Linked DNA regions of Danio rerio: region 1 is linked to region 2. Evidence: chromatin contacts called from public Hi-C data. All regions are on one chromosome and are shown on one strand. The core of a region is the stretch at or near the end of the contact, and the rest is flanking DNA. Distances in the headings are between cores, read along the strand shown. Region 1 holds the start of prxl2b (peroxiredoxin like 2B). Region 2 holds the start of trim62.1 (tripartite motif containing 62, tandem duplicate 1).

Region 1 (4,909 bases), core at 374-2,873, 230 kb before region 2:
AGTTAGGCAAGTTATTGTATAACGATGGTTTGTTCTGTAGACTATCGAAAAAAATAGCTTAAAGGGGCTAATAATATTGACCTTAAAATGGTGTTTAAAAATTAAAAGAAACTGCTTGTTGGAGTCTATGTGAGCTATAATACCTATTCTATTGAATTATCTGATTACATATGCACCAATGCAGTCATGTGTGTGTGTGTGTGTGTGTGTGTGTGTGTGTGTGTGTGTGTGTGTGTGTGTGTGTGTGTGTGTGTGTGTGTGTGTGTGTGTGTGTGTGTGTGTGTGCACTTGTGTTGCATTTAATTTGCATTTATAGACAGACAAACAAATTTGGGATCTGTTTTATTGTAAAATTATTTAATGAAAAAATAAAAATATATATTAAAAGCATTATAGTAACTATTCAAATTATGTACTTCATTACCTATATATAATATCTATTTTTTTATTTTGCTTACTTTGTTTACTAAAATATTTATTGGTTTTGTTTTTTTGCATTTTATTTGAAAATAAATTATATTTATTTAATTTGAGCTTTTAGATTTTAGGTTTTCTATCAAGTGTTTTTTTCAGTCTAATGAAAAAGGATGCTTTTAATTGCCTAATTTTTATCACACGTTATCAATTTGCATCTGTATAATAATTTTTTAGACATTAAACTATTTGGCTATAACCTATAATACATGTTAAAGGCTGTTTTCTCACTGCTTTTCACAACAATTATCAGTCTTAAGCAGCTTTTCAAAAGATGCACATTATTACATTACAGTTAAACTTAGAGAGAGTCAGTGACAGTATATATATATATAGAAAGAGAGAGATAGTTAACCTGCAGTTATACACTATATAGTGTACTTTTCTAAATGGTGGAGTCTATATGTATGCTATCATACCTTTTAAATGTGTGTGTGTGTGTGTGTGTGTGTGTGTGTGTGTGTGTGTGTGTGTGTGTGTGTGTGTGTGTGTGCATTTAATTTAAATGATGTATCATTTGTATATTTTAATACATCTTAATAGAAAAAAAATGTACATGTAACCAATGAACTGGGGAACTATTTATTTAGTCAGGGTCTTTATTTATTTAATGTAATGTCTTGCCTTAAGTCAAAAAGATCTGGTAAACCAACACCATTTTAAAGGCAATAATTAACTATATTCGCATCTTTAAAAAAAATACTTTAGTTTTTTTTCACTTGGTCGGTATTGATTATCAAATGTAAATCATTAGTACAACCTTCAAATGGAGGAAGATGGACTGAAATGACTGACCTTTGATGTAGACTAACCACACCCTAAATAATCGTTTAGAATTTTAAACCTGAATAAAATAAAATTCTAATGTATTTATACCATCCTCTTACTTATAAAACTAATGACTTTACATTGTAAAAACGATTTTAGGAGGGTGATTAAATAACTGATAAGGTTGCATAGATAACGAAACAAGAGTGCTATTGTCATATTTATGTAATAAGCCCCGCCCACAAAGCACATGGTTTGAATTCTTCACCCTGTGATTGGTTCACACGTGTGTCAATCACGTCATGTCTTACACAAGTAGGCGTGTGTATATAACAGCGGCGGTTTTGTTTGTGGTTGTTTAAAGTGTGAAGTACCGTTGAAGGAAACGAGGGCGAATTTCACACCTAAAAGCTAAAATATATATATATAAACACTAAAATGTCGTCCATAAACTTGACCAGCTTAGGAGCCAACCAACTGAAAAACACTACGACGGGAGAGGTAACGTTAATAATTCACCAGAAGTGTTTCTGTGTTTGTGTACTAACGTTATGTCTCTGTATTAACGTTAGTGTTAGTGTAACGTATTTGTTCATATGTAAACTTAAATAGGAAATATTATTTTATATTCAGATAATTTAAATGACAGTTTTTTTTAAGTATTTTCATGAAAACGCCTTTTATTCTGATGTGCCATGTGCCATGGTCCTGTTATGGCTTTGTAAAATAGAGGTAAAGTTGGTTTTATATTCGCACATTCGTTTATTTAGCAGTCTCTATGTTGTTTTCCTTGTTACTTTGAATATTTAATCGGAATTGGCATGCTAATATGACTTCTAAACAACGTTAACACTATCAAATTCTCTGTGAAGCATGTTGTACTTTGATAGTCATTTGCTGTGATTTCTATTTAAAATTAGCAAATAATACATTTCTGAAATTATATTATTGAGGAGAATGTATAAATATCAGAATATAAAACCAACTTTACCTCTATCCTTGTAAACAGACGTTTTTCCTCTTGCTTATTGAGGTAAAGTTGGATTTATTTAAACAATTTCTGACTTTCTCTTTAATAATATAGCTTTAGAAAATGTATATAACATTTATATACTGAGGGTTTATACGGTCACGTAAAACCTGGAAAAGTCTTGGAATTTTGGAGAAAAGTATTTGCTGCTAATTCTAAAAGGTAACATTAGTCCAACATTGTTCACAGTCAATTAAATGGAGCTAATGTTGTTTTGAAGTCATACTTGCATGTGATTTTAGACCGAAATGGTAATAGCACCATGGTAAACAATATAGGAAGCATGTCACAAGTTGCTACTCAACTTTACCTCAATCTCTTGCTTGAGATCTTTCACACCGCACCTGATAAACTGTAAATGATGTTTATTATGTGATTATCGCCCCTGTCCTGGGATCAGTTTGGTCTGTGCTGATGTGATAAAAACACACTTGACACTTCAGATATGAAATAGCTCATTCACTGCTTTAGGTGTCAAATGCAATGAAAACAAATTAAGAGTCTTTACAATGTAAATCATTAGAATGATCAAAATAATAAAAGCTAACTTCAAACTTATGCAATTATGCAAAGATTTGCTGCTTTGGTGTATTTGTAGGTACCTATACCTGTACTGCATTGTCAAATTAAGTAAAAAATGCAATGATTAAGGTTCTCCATTCATTTTTCTTTTGGCTTAGTCCCTTTATTAATCTGGGGTCACCACAGCGGAATGAACCGCCAACTTTTCCAACATATATTTTACGCAGCAGATGCCCTCTAGCTGCAACCCATCACTGGGAAACATCCATACACACTCATACACTAGAGACAATTTAGCTTACCCAATTCTCCTATAGCGCATGTGTTTGGACTAGTTTTTGTGTTTACCAGATGTGGTTTATTCTGCTGTGGCGACCCCAGATTAACAAAGGGACTAAACCGAAAAGAAAATGAATGAATGAATGAATGAATGAATGAATGAATGAATGAATGAATGTGTTCACCAGAATAAAGTGACTAGGTTTGGAACCTGTTTAGAGTGAGTAAATGGTGAAAAACATTTCATTTTTGTGTGAACTATCTTGTTTGGTAAAAAAAAAAATCGAAATAAAGTTTGATTGATCCACAAGCATGCTGCTATTCTATTCATTTACCTATTCATTTTCCTTCAGTTTAGTCTCTTTATTAATCAGTGGTCGCTACAGTGGAATGAACCGCCAACTTATCCAGCTGCAACCCAGTACTAGAAACATTCATATACTCTCATTCACACTCGTACACTAAGGCCAATTTAGTTAACCAATTCACCTATAGCGCATGTGTTTGGACTGTGGGGGAAACTGGAGCACCGGGAGGAAACCCACACCAACAGGGAAAGAACATGCAAACTCCACACAGAAATGCCATCTGACCCAGGTGGGACTCAAACCAGCTACCTTATGGCTGTGACGGGACAGCGCATACCACTGAGCCAACGTGTCACCCCTCTGCTATTCTATACCACTTGAAGCTTGGAGACCCTACATGAAGACAAGATGGACAGTTCTTTATGCAATATTACAGTATATATTATAAAGGATTTATCCATGCAGATTAAAGAAAATAATCTGTTATCCATGCACATTTAAAAAATAATCTGATGCCCTTATAATTATTTAATAAAAATCTTTCAGTCCCTCATTAACAAAATCTCCTTTCTGGTTATTTACTGTTATAAAGGCAGGAAAGTAATCTGTTACTTACATGAAATCTATCAATAGTTATTAATAAAAGCAATTTCAAATGGTCAGAATCAAGTCTGTCCTACATTGGCTCTAAGTTGCAAAGCATTTACAATAGGAAAAACAATTGCAACTTCACTTTAATGCTGTCTATAAATTTTCTTTGACTGTCATATCATATCTGTTCATTTGTTTGTCTGGTTTCTTAGATGGTGGAGATTGGTTCTCTGTGGCGGGAGCAGGCGGTGGTTCTCTTCTTCCTGCGGAGGTTTGGCTGTCAGGTGTGCCGATGGATGGCAGCAGAGGTCAGTAAACTGGAGAAAGACCTGAAAGCACATGGCATCGCTCTGGTTGGTATCGGACCTGAGGAGACCGGAGTGAAGGAGTTCAAGGATGGGGGATTCTTCAAGGGTGGTGAGGATTTGTCTTTAAGCTTGATTTATATTTTAGTATTATGCCTATGGGGTTTGCTTGTTTATTTATGGAGTAACAGCATTTTGGGGGCCTAAAAATCCAAGTCCAAGTTTTTAAAAGTACTAATGTTCAACTTCCTGTATGGTACTTTAAATGCAAAGTTTTGAAAGGTTGTGCACAAGTAAGTTAGTGTTTCTCATTCGTTCATTTTCCTTCGACTAAGTTCCTTTATTCATGAGGGGTCGCCACAGCAGAATGAACCGCCAATTTATCCTGCATATACTTTAAACCGCGGATGCTCTTCCAGTCGCAACCCAGTACTGGGAAATATCCATACACACTCTTTCACTCAATCATTCTACAGCCAATTTAGTTTATTCAATTCACCTATAGCGCATGTGTTTGGACTGTGGGGGAAACCAGAGCACCCGGAGGAAACCCATGCCAACACGCGGAAAACATGCAAACTCCTCACAGAAATGCGCACAGCTGAGACTCGAACCAGTGACATTCTTGCTGT
Region 2 (4,880 bases), core at 241-2,740:
TACCCATTCACCTATAATGCATGTGTTTGGAAACTGGAGCACCCAGAGACAACCCACTCAATCATGGGGAGAATATGCAAACTCCTCACAGAAATGCCAACTGACCCAGCCGGGACTTAAACCAGCAATCTTCTTGCTGTGAGGCGACAGTGACTGCGCCAACAAACCGCTTTCAAAATAAAACTGTATTTTAATATTTATTATATGATGTAATATAAAATAATATTAAATACATAAATAAATGTAAAATAGTTTAGAATTAATAATTAACAATTTATAAATTAATAAATCAATTATTAATTTATTAATAATTTATTATTATTGCTGTTGCTTTCATTGTTATTGCAATTAATTGCAATATTAATTTTTATTTTTTTTTATTTTTATTCAACTTTTAATTTCTTTCCATTTATTTATTTTGGCAACCCCAGATTAATAAAGGGACCTAAGCCGAAAAGAAAATGAATGAATTATTATTTATTTTCAAAACTGTTTATTTTTTTTGCCCCAAACCTGGATTCGTTTTTATATATTGCAATATGAAAATCATTTATAAAATATGTATTTTTGGTCAAAATGGCTTGAGAAAAGTGCTAAGTTTTAAAAATTGTTCTAATCAGGTAAAGAAAAAAATAGTTGTGGGTTTGATCCTTGTGCAGCAAAAGTGAGAGCTGATAAAATGTGTACCTTCAATGCAATGTATGTAGCTTTGGATAAAGGCATCTGCAAAATGCGTGAATGTAAAATGTAAATGTTATATATCATAATATAAATGCATTCGTCCACAATAATAATGTTGTTGTTATTATTATTATTATTATTATTATTATTATTATTATTATTATTATTATTACTACTACTACACAAAACAGATATTATTATTATTATAACAGTTTTTATGATACAAAATAACAAAAATATAATAATAAAAGGCTTATAATACAAGCAAATTAGAATAATAAAACATTAATAATAGATAAAGGTGCGCAGAAATATATTAGAATGTTATATATTCTTATGGGATGTAGGACAAGCAAAAAAATAGCTTAAATTATAATGAAGTATGGTTTGACTTTGTGGTTTAAAACTGGTCCTTAATTTAAAAAGAACTTACCAGTATGCTGAACTCGTATAAAACCAATTTTGTCTTTACATTCGACCTACAAACACGCCAGCAGAGTGCGAGCAATCACTGATATTATCATATGCTCATTTCTGCCTGTGATGAGGAAGCTTGAGCTGAACCATCACAGCAACGGGAGGGATTTACCCTTCATCCGTGAAAAAATATCTTCTTAAATATGTCAAGAAATCAGCCCAGATAATCAACACATAGGGAAAATTAAATCTTTAATTAATTAAATTTATTCTACATATAATTATAATGACAGAGTTGTATCAGTCTACCCCCTGTGTGTGAATGTCCCTCCCCGTGTGCAGTTGGTTCGCTCCGTTGCTGTGCGCCTCTGGATCGAGTGTGGAGCAGTGGGATTGTGAAGAGCTGCGCGTGCGGTCGGTCGGTCGCTTCAGCTTTTGAAGGGTCTGACGTGATGAAAATGTTGAATTAAAACCACGACCCGCTCTCCTAATTATGTGACAGTCGGCTGCTTCCAGTGTACAACGCGCCAGGACCGTTTTGGGTAAGCGAATGAAGTCATAATGTCAGTTTTTTTGCACAAGATCGAATAGATGGAAAATCTGTTTACACATCCTGCTAGCTGGCTAATTATTTAGCAACCGGCTTTGATAAACAACACGATGAAGATAACGGGGAAAAGGGAGGAGGAATGGCTGAAAAGGTGTAATCTGAAACAGACAAGAGATGTTAGTAACTTTTGTTGAATTACCATGGTGTACGGAAGCTTTTCTGGTGTGTACACGGCTGATTTAAATGGACTTGGTGAGATCCAATTAAGTTTAGTGCAAGTCTATGGTGGCAACCTCAATAACCTGGTTTAGAGATTCATAGTTTTACATCTATTTCATTCGTTTCAGATCTTAAATTCTGTGCAGGTCGTGTTGAATATTAAAGGGATGTGGAGTGGCAAGTTGTATAAACTAACCTGTTTTATAATTAGTTTAATTATTTAACTATTCGGTTTATTGGTTAAATGGATGTGATATTTTCATGGAAGTCTTGAAAACCTGCACAAATAACAATAAGCAGAATAATGTTATGCAGAAAATAATAAAAGGTTATTAAAATCCAGAACTTAAGGTAATATTTGTAGAAGAAAAAAAGTGATGCAAACATCTGTTCATGTTGAATCTGTGCTTTATTCATTTATTTTTCTTTTATTCCATTTTTTTTTTTCAATCTACATACAAAAAAATCTTTAATTCTGATTTTACAGGTTTAAATGATAAACAATTATTCATGGCAATTTGTTCATTGTCCAGTAGGCATGAGCTGGTATACAGTAAGATTCTGACGGTATGATAACCTTGGATAAAAGTATCACGGTTTGACAGTTGTGCGATTACTGCTCTAAAATATATTCTTTTTAAATGTCTGGGAAAAAAAATAAAACTTTTCCCCCATTAAACACAATATATTTTAATTTGTTAAACATTTAAAATATTTTGGAGCAAAAACATGTCCGACTGAATAATGAAAATGAATCATTGACTTCTGCTGTCTTCATTTGTTTCAAAAACAAAGATTTCTTTACACCACTGATTTAAATTGACTTGGAGAGATCCAATTAAGTTTAGTGCAAGTCAGTGATGGCAACCTCAATAACCTGCTTTAAAGATAAATGGTTTTGCATGTATTTTATTCGTTTCAGATCTTAAATTCTGTGCAGGTCTTGTTAATGTTGAAGGGATGTGGTGTGGCAAACTGAATAAACTAACCTGTTTCATAATTAGTTTATGTATTTAATTGTTTAGTTTGTTCGTTAAATGGATGTGATAATATCATGGAAGTCTTGAAAACCTGCACAAATAACAATAAGTAAAATAATGTTATGGGGAAAGTAATGAAAGGTTATTAAAACCCTTAAAGTTAATATTTGAATAAAAAGTGATACAGTAATGAATTGCATCTATATTTGTTTCATCTGTGGTTTATTCATTTATTTATTTTTTGTCAATGTCAAATTTATTTATATAGCACCATTTTACACAACCACATCACACAACACAACAGAGAAAAAATATAAAATTATAGCTAAAACAGACTATTTTCATTGATAAAATGTCAAATCAAAGAGATAGAGGTAAAGCTGGTTATATATTCGGATATTCAGATATTATCTTCAGTTATATAATTTCAGAAGTGTTCAGTTCCAATTATAAATAGGTAAATCATATTAGAAGCAAATGACTATCAAAGTGCAACATGGTTCACAGTGAATTAGTGTTAATGTTGTTTAAAAGTCACACTTGCATGCTAATTTCAATCGAATATTCAAAAAAATCATGGTAAACAATATAGAGACTGCGAAATTAATGAATGTGCGAATATATAAAACCAACTTCTGTAATTATTTAATGGTTTGGTTTATTCGTTAAATGAATGTTGCAATATCAACATCAGTCATGAAAACCTGCACAAATAACAATAAGTAAAATAATGTTATGGGGAAAATAATAAAAGGTTATCAAAATCCAAAAGCTAAGGTAATATTTGAAAAATAAAAGTAATACAGAAAATAATTACATCTTTACTTGTTTTATCTGTGCTTTATTCATTTTTTTTCTTCCATTACATTTATTAATTATTTTTCAATCTACATATAAGAATTCTTTCAATTCTGCTACTAAAGGTTTGAAATGGTAAATAATTATTCATGGCAATTTGTTCATTATCCAGTATTTTATTGTGTTCAATATCAGTACATGTCTAATGGTGACTGATTGACAGTCTGCATATAATAACCTTTTTAAAAATGAATGTCTTTAATTAGCCAAGGGAATATCGTTTTGGGTTCCTTAATGAAAATGTAATTATTTTTTTAATGGGCTTGATAAGGTTCTATTTAGTCCTGCATAATAAGAGCAAATAATCAGATTTTGAGTTGAGTCTTCTTTAAATGAAGTAATATCAACATTATCAAGCTTATCTGCTTTCCATCAGTGGAAGATTTACTCTATCAGCACTTGCTCATCGATGCATGATAATTTAGTGTAAAGTCCATATCTAAAGCTTTTAAACGTAGTCATGGGAGAGTCTAATAATAAATGCATGTCTGTTGGTGAAGATGTCTTACCTATTCTATCTAATTTTGTGTTTTCTAGAAAATTTCATCGGAGTCATTTTCAAGCCTCGCAGAGCACACTAGGAAGCCCAGCTGCTTAAGAGGCTCAGGGTTTGTGCATCCCGCCACCTGCACAGTGCATGACCGACTCCTCCATAGATTCAAATGGCTAGCTATCTGAAGGACGAGCTCTTGTGTTCTATTTGTCTGAGCATTTATCAAGACCCTGTGAGTTTCGGTTGCGAGCACTACTTTTGCCGTAAGTGCATCACTGAACACTGGAGCAGACAGGAGCATCACGGGACACGAGACTGCCCAGAGTGCAGGAGGACCTTCACGGATCCCCTTCTATCGCCGAGCCTCAAGCTCTCCAACATCGTGGAGAGGTACACCGCTTTCCCCCTGGACGCCATCCTCAATGCTCAGAGGAACTCGTATCCGTGCAAAGACCATGAAAAGGTCAAGCTCTTCTGCTTAAGTGACAAGAGCCTGGTGTGCTTCTTCTGTGATGAGCCTGCATTACACGAACAGCATCAAGTCACCACGGTTGACGAGGCCTATGAGGAGATACAGGTGTGTTTGCTTTGAGGTTTATTGGCTTTTATTCTCCAACAGGTTATGCTGGGTTTTGACTACACAATGTTTTTACATCCAGAAAAATACATAAGATGCTTACAG

Evidence for each region. A called contact is a pair of places that touch in the nucleus more often than the background predicts.
Region 1: a Hi-C map of hematopoietic stem cells shows a contact between it and region 2, with 1.9 times the contacts expected there. The contact joins the promoter of prxl2b here to the promoter of trim62.1 in region 2. A contact is called at or near these places in 2 of 18 Hi-C or Micro-C datasets (caudal fin and hematopoietic stem cells).

What each region holds. Positions count from the first base shown.
Region 1 is chr11:43,295,382-43,300,290 of GRCz12tu, reverse strand. prxl2b (peroxiredoxin like 2B) reads left to right here and starts at 1,623. Exons shown (of 7, transcript NM_213313.1): 1 at 1,623-1,743; 2 at 4,185-4,389. The coding sequence starts at 1,681. All of the region lies in intron 3 of LOC141376672 (a long non-coding RNA gene), which reads right to left.
Region 2 is chr11:43,066,123-43,071,002 of GRCz12tu, reverse strand. trim62.1 (tripartite motif containing 62, tandem duplicate 1) reads left to right here and starts at 1,490. Exons shown (of 6, transcript NM_001080674.1): 1 at 1,490-1,640; 2 at 4,243-4,775. The coding sequence starts at 4,368.